Regions from separate parts of the Zea mays genome. Here region 2 is linked to region 1. The links are chromatin contacts, called in public Hi-C maps. All regions are on one chromosome and are shown on one strand. The core of a region is the stretch at or near the end of the contact, and the rest is flanking DNA. Distances in the headings are between cores, read along the strand shown. Region 1 holds the start of LOC103636131 (zinc finger CCCH domain-containing protein 13). Region 2 holds the start of LOC103636132 (probable WRKY transcription factor 54).

Region 1 (3,222 bases), core at 353-2,852:
CAATAGATCAGAACAAGAAATATGGTTTCAATTTTCATATAAATTTGCAACAAGATACCATGCTGTAAGCTATATATAATAAGCATAACAGAGTTTAATGTAGCAAAGGGAAACATGGATATTAAATCGTTCAGTGTGATAGAAAACAACGCAAAAGTAGGAAAACTATGAACTCCACAGGTTACAACCATTTCCAGCACATTTATTAATATATGCTAGAACTATTTAAAATAATGATAGCATCATGCAAAACTCTAAATGAAATCAGGATAAGAAAACTGTAACACATTGCAGTAGGAACATGACGTATAATCGTACATAGAGCAGGAATGCTATTGGTATTGTTGAGAACATGTAGAAAATGGGCTACTCACCATTGACATCTGTATCTCTCCTATATGAGTAGGCCTCCTGTTCCGTCCTACTCATCTTCAAGCCACTCTTCCTGCTCCCGCCATCCTCATACCTCTCGTGCTTGGAATCATGATCTTTCTTGTCCCACTCCCGCTCCTTCTGCCTATCACGCTCCCTCTCATGCTCCCTGTCCCGCTCTCGGTCCCTATCTTTCTCACGCTCCCGTTCTCTCTCCCTCTCCTTCTCTCGTGCTCTTTCCTTCTCACGCTCTCTATCCCTACTCCTTCCCCTATCTCGCTCCTTCTGCCGCTCCCATTCTTCCCCCCTTTCCCTTTCGTTCTCCCTATCTCTGTTATCCTTATAATGCCCGGTACTCTCCTTCCTCCCCACATCCTTCTGTTTCTCTGACCTCCGTTTCCCAGAGTCACTCTTAGACAGAACCTCCTCAGCCCTGTCATCCACAGCCACTGCTCGTCTGCTTGACCTCTTGGACTCATCCCCTGATCCCCTGGACCTGTCGGCCAGCTTCTCCACTTCAGCATGCCCAAAGGTCTCGCTCTTGGACCTCTTGTCGACCAGGTGATCGTCACAGACGCCACTGTTCCACCGGTCGCTGACCACATCAACCACGGCCTCCTCAACCCTCTCCTTCCTCTTCTTCCCGTGCTCAGCGTACCCGTTCCCTGATCTCACGGCCTCCTGTCCCGAGGACGAGCGGCGCCTCTCAGGCTCGGGATCTCTGGAAACCCTAGCCGCCGCGGCCTCCTCGCGCGCGCCGGCGACCGGAGCCGACTCCTCGCCATCTGACTCCGACCGGTCAGCGGACCCTCCTCGCCTGTGGGACCGGTGCGACCTGTGACGCGAGCTCCGAGGCATGGCGGGCCAACCCTAACTGAAAAACTACCAGCCCAGATGCGGAAGCTGGCGACGCGGGGCCCTTGAAGCCCTAGGGCGCGCGCGGATCTAGACAGACGTGGCGGCGGGGAGAGGGGACCGCGAGCGCGCTGGGGTACGGCGGCTAGGGTTTTGGTGGGGTGCGAGAACGGAGGGGAGGCGGTGGCGGCCGGGGATGAGAGACGACGAGTTCGTGGGTGGAGAAAATGGGGAAGGAAAATTGTTGGTTGATTTTCCGGCTTTGGATTTGGAGGGTTGCCGGGACGGGTTTAGTTGGGATTTGGTCCCGGCCTGGTGGTGGTTTGCTTCGCTGCGGTGCGGTGCGGCGCGGCCGAAGGGGCGCGCGGCCGGATTGGGCACGAGAGAAAGGAGTCGAGGCGCGCCGACGCGGGTGTCTTTCGGGCTGCGTTGAGCAGGTTCCAATTTTGGAAGGGAGTTCACCTCCTCCAAATTCAAGTGTCAAAATCAAATATGTAACGCAGGATGAGAATAGACTAATGGAATGTTTGTTTCATTTACTAATGATTAGTCGATGTTTGAATATAAATTATGAATATTAAATACGGTATAATTATAAAAATAGTTACGCAGATGAATAACACAAACGACGAGTCGAATTTATTAAGTCTAATTAATTTATAATTAAAAAATATTTAATATAGCATTACAGAATTTATTAAGTCTAATTAATTTATAATTAAAAAATATTTAATGTAGCATTACATTAGCGAATCGTGCAAATTTGTCTTAATGTTTAGTTATTATCTGTGTAATTAGTTTTATAATAATTAGATTATATTTAATATTTCTAACTAGTATTAAATATCTGATGTGATGGGACAGGTATTTAGTCAGGTGAATCTAAATGGGCCCTAAATGATCCTATTACATACACTTTGAGTCATGTCCCAATCTGCGATCTTTTTTGGACCTCGGCATATGTTTTACAAATTCTCATCTCGTTTGGTTCTTTCGTTCAAGAGGTTTGAAGCGCCCTAATCCTCTGGGACTCAAATATGATATAATTACTAGTTCTATGAGGTTAGTAAACACATTTATACATCAGATGATTCCAGATCTGCTTAAACGAGACAGACCTATAAAGGTGGCGATCAACTTTAAGAGTTGGTCCACAACTCGGGACATATCATCAGAGTGGGGCTGAAGCAGCCCGATATACGCAGTGAAGCAAATTAGCGGTCTAACAGCCACGGGCAAGGTTGGAACAGGCGTAACTCTTACCCGATCAGCGATTTCTTTCTCTGAAAAACAACAAATAAGCAAGGGTGAGTCACTACCGGAAACGGGCGCTTTGCCGAGTGCCCGAAGCACTCGGCAAAGCCTTAAAAACACTCGGCAACGTCTTTGCCGAGTGTGACACTCGGCAAAGAAGGCTCGGCAAACAGTGCATCGGCAAAGTCTTTTTTGTCGAGTACTTTTTCTCGGGCACTCGGCAAAGAAAAGCGGCCGTTACGGTGACGGGTGACGGAGACGGTGTCTTTGCCGAGTGTCTTTCCAGAAGCACTCGACAAAGAATATATCTTTGCCGAGTGCCCTCTAGGACACTCGGCAAAGAGCCCGCCAGGGAGGGTCCCCATGTCAGGCTATTTGCCGAGTGCTCTGTGCGGCACTCGGCAAAGCCGGCCTCTTTGCTGAGTGCCAGAGACATAACACTCGGCAAAGTCACTAAACCGGTGCCCAGGTTTTTGCTCTTTGCCGAGTGTTTTGACCCTGACACTCGGCAAAGCGCCTCTTTGTCGAGTGTTACACTCGGCAAAGTGACCAATATATACCTTTTTTATTTGTTTTTTGTATTCCATCCACACAAACAAAAGATATCACATATATATCACATATATACATCACAGATATCATCACAAACATAAATAGCCAACACAAACATACAACCGTCACCACAAACATAAATATCCATCACAAACATAAGTGTTCAACACAAGTATCAAACACAAACAT
Region 2 (3,222 bases), core at 336-2,835, 250 kb after region 1:
TCTGCTCCGTGTCCGTTTGCTGCTGAGCCGGCTGGTTGACGGGGCGCGCGGCGGCGCCCTGGGCCTGGGCGCACGTGTGGCTGCCGTGGTACACGACGTCGAAGAGCAGCGGGTCGCCGTCCGTGCGCTGCACATGCTTGCTTGCCTGACAGCTCTGCGTGTGCCTGTGCGTGCACCGGAAGTAGGATCTGCAAGAATAAAATAACCAAGGGGGACAGGTCACAGTTCACAGGTGAGGTGAGGCGTGAGGGTCAGCATCGCCATCGCTCCGCTGGTGCGCGCGCGCAGGCCCGTCTGAATTCTGAAAAAGATCGTGCGTTCGGTTGTGTGGCGGCGCGCTCCGCTGACCTTGGGTACTTGGCGCCGAGGATGTCCTTCTGGCCGTACTTCCTCCAGCTGAGGCCGTCGTCGAGGGGGCTCACGTCCTGCACGGCGCTAACCCTCACCTGGCTGCTCCACTTGGGCAGCGTCTTCCTGCGTACGCGACAAAGGCGATATGATCTCAATTCTCAAACCAAATCACAATCTGTCAGCGTCCAACCCCCGGCCCAGCCCACACTCGACAGCTTCGGGCGTTCATGCGCTCGTGGGCCGGCCTAGCCAAGAGAGTCCACCACTCACATCCCAAAAGCCAGGCTGATGGGAGGAGGGGGACTCTCCCTTTTAAGCTGCCCACGGCCCCCTTGGCTAGCCGATGTGAGACTAAAGCCGGGGCGCTGACTACCAGCCCCTGACATCCCACCCCCCTTGGGAAACCCCCCAAGGCAGGCATGAGCCAAACCGGGCTCTGATACCAGATGTCAGCGTCCAACCCCCGACCCAGGCCACACTCGACAGCTTCGGGCGTTCATGCGCTCGTGGGCCGGCCCAGCCAAGAGAGCCCACCACTCACATCCCAAAAGCCAGGCTGATAGGAGGAGGGGGACTCTCCCTTTTAAGCTGCCCACGGCCCCCTTGGCTAGTAACAGATAGGCTCTTGCTTTCACGACTCACGAGCGATCCTTACCTCTTCTTGCACTGGCCGGCCGCATTGCCGCGACCCCGAAACTCGCCGCCGGCCTGGTCCGACACGCCGCTGCGCGGACTGCCATCCCCACCTGACGGCGGCGAGTCCGGACGCCCCTCGGCGCAGCAGGACACCGCCCTGTCGATGCAGGCGCGCATGGTGCTCACCAGCGCCCGGCACCGCTGGTCCCCGCCGGCAGCGTCGCCCTGCTGCTGCTGGACCGCCATGTACGTCTCGAGCTGCCTCGCCATCTCCAGTACTCGCACCAGCTCCGCGATAAGGGTGCACTTGTCTTCCGGCACACCTTCCATCGCGGCAGGTTTGCTCCGCACCGCAGTGGTAGCTAGCTAGCTCCCGTTCTGCTGCAGGCCGGCAGCTGGCCTAGCTGACTCGCTCACTCCTCTCCTCAGCGCTAGCTGTTCGTACGAGTTGTCTCGGCGGCTGGCTGCGTACGTACGTGTTTGTGTGTGTCGTCGAGGTAGGTGATGATGCGTGTGTCAGAGCGTACGACGGAGAGGGGGGAGGGGTTCTTATAGAGAGAGAGAGCCGAGGATCGGAGACGAGAGGCACCAGTATCTTGGCGAGCCTATTGTCGTTGGGTCGGGTAGAAGAGTAGGAACTTTGACTGGACTAAGCGGAAACAAATTAGAAGGTGGTTCAATAGGATCTTTGTGCACCACTATAATAATATTCAAAGCTTTTTCAATTGGACTGGTCTTTGGTCATGGAGCTGGCCACCAAGATGTTGAGATGTTTTAGTCCAGTTCAGACTTTGACCGGTTCCCCACAGCTGGATCGCTCTTTTTGTTGTTAGTGGTTCATATCGTGCTTCTGGTCCTTTTACTGATGCTGCATAGGAGTTAATTACTTGGTCCCCTTGATCGGTTTTTCAACATAAAACCATTCTCATACTCATTAAATACGGTGACACATCACCACACTTGATAACATGTCAGTGCAATTAATAGGAGATATAGTGAGAGTTTTATGGAAGATTGATAGAGTTTTATGGGGATGAAACTCTGCGTACTCTCTCTGGTGTTCTATTGTTTGTCGTTTAGGACAATGTCACGGTCTCTAAAATATAGCTTTTTGATCATGTTTCTTTAAATACCAATAAACTCATCAATACTTTTATAAAAGTACTTTTTAAAACAAACTGGATCATATAAATATTAGGTTTCAAAACTAAATAACAAAAGCAATTATCAGTAGTAAATAACTTATAAGTTAGACTCAAACCTTGTCCAAAATGACGAATAATAGAACACTGGAGGGAGTACACGGCTACCTAGTTTAAATTTGACGGGGCAACATTAGAAACAGTGTATTAAAACTCATCACTGAGAATGGCCCGAGAGACATCTAAAAGATGGGATGATATACAACCCTGATCATCTACACCATAAATATAGTTAAAAGTCAATATGTATAGAGAGTTGTGTAGAGAGAGATTCTTCCTTAAGAGCCCGTCTAATATTGTCGGGGACCATAATTAGGGGTACCCTCAAGACTCCTAATTCTCAGCTGGTAACCCCCATCAGCATAAAGCTGCTAAGGCCTGATGGGTGCGAATAAGTCAGGGATCAGTCCATTCGAGTGACTCGACCACGCCTCGCCCGAGCCTAGCCTCGGACAAGGGCAGCCGACCCCGGAGGATTTCCGTCTCGCCCGAGGCCCCCCCTCCGACGGCGAACATATCTCCGGCTCGCCCGAGGCCCTGCCTTCGCTAAGAAGCAACCCTGACTAAATCGCCGCACCGACCGACCAAGTCGCAGGAGCATTTAATGCAAAGGTAGTCTGACACCTTTATCCTGACGCGCGCCCTCCGGCAGAGCCGAAGTGACCGCCGTCACTTCGCCGCTCCACTGACCGGCCTGACAGAAGGACAGCGCCGCCTGCGCCACTCCGACTGCAGTGTTACCTGACAGAGTGAGACTGACAGGCAGTCAGGCCCCGCCAAAGGCACCATAGGAAGCTCCGCTCCGCCCGACCCAGGGCTCGGACTCGGGCTAAGCCCCGGAAGACGGCGAACTCCGCTCCGCCCGACCCAGGGCTCGGACTCGGGCTAAGCCCCGGAAGACGGCAAACTCCGCTCCGCCCGACCCAGGGCTCGGACTCGGGCTAAGTCCCGGAAGACGACGAACTCCGCTCCGCCCGACCCGGGGCTCGGACTCGGGCTTAGCCCCAGAAGACGACGAACTCCGCCTCGCCCG

What was found. A called contact is a pair of places that touch in the nucleus more often than the background predicts.
Region 2: a contact with region 1 is called in a Hi-C map of ear, with 3 times the contacts expected there. The contact joins the promoter of LOC103636132 here to the promoter of LOC103636131 in region 1. A contact is called at or near these places in 6 of 25 Hi-C or Micro-C datasets (bundle sheath, ear, endosperm and 3 more).

Annotation. Positions count from the first base shown.
Region 1 is chr8:151,607,999-151,611,220 of Zm-B73-REFERENCE-NAM-5.0, forward strand. LOC103636131 (zinc finger CCCH domain-containing protein 13) reads right to left here and starts at 1,603. Exons shown (of 5, transcript XM_008658490.3): 1 at 375-1,603. The coding sequence starts at 1,230.
Region 2 is chr8:151,858,540-151,861,761 of Zm-B73-REFERENCE-NAM-5.0, forward strand. LOC103636132 (probable WRKY transcription factor 54) reads right to left here and starts at 1,586. Exons shown (of 3, transcript XM_008658491.4): 1 at 1,007-1,586; 2 at 349-474; 3 at 1-188. The coding sequence starts at 1,317.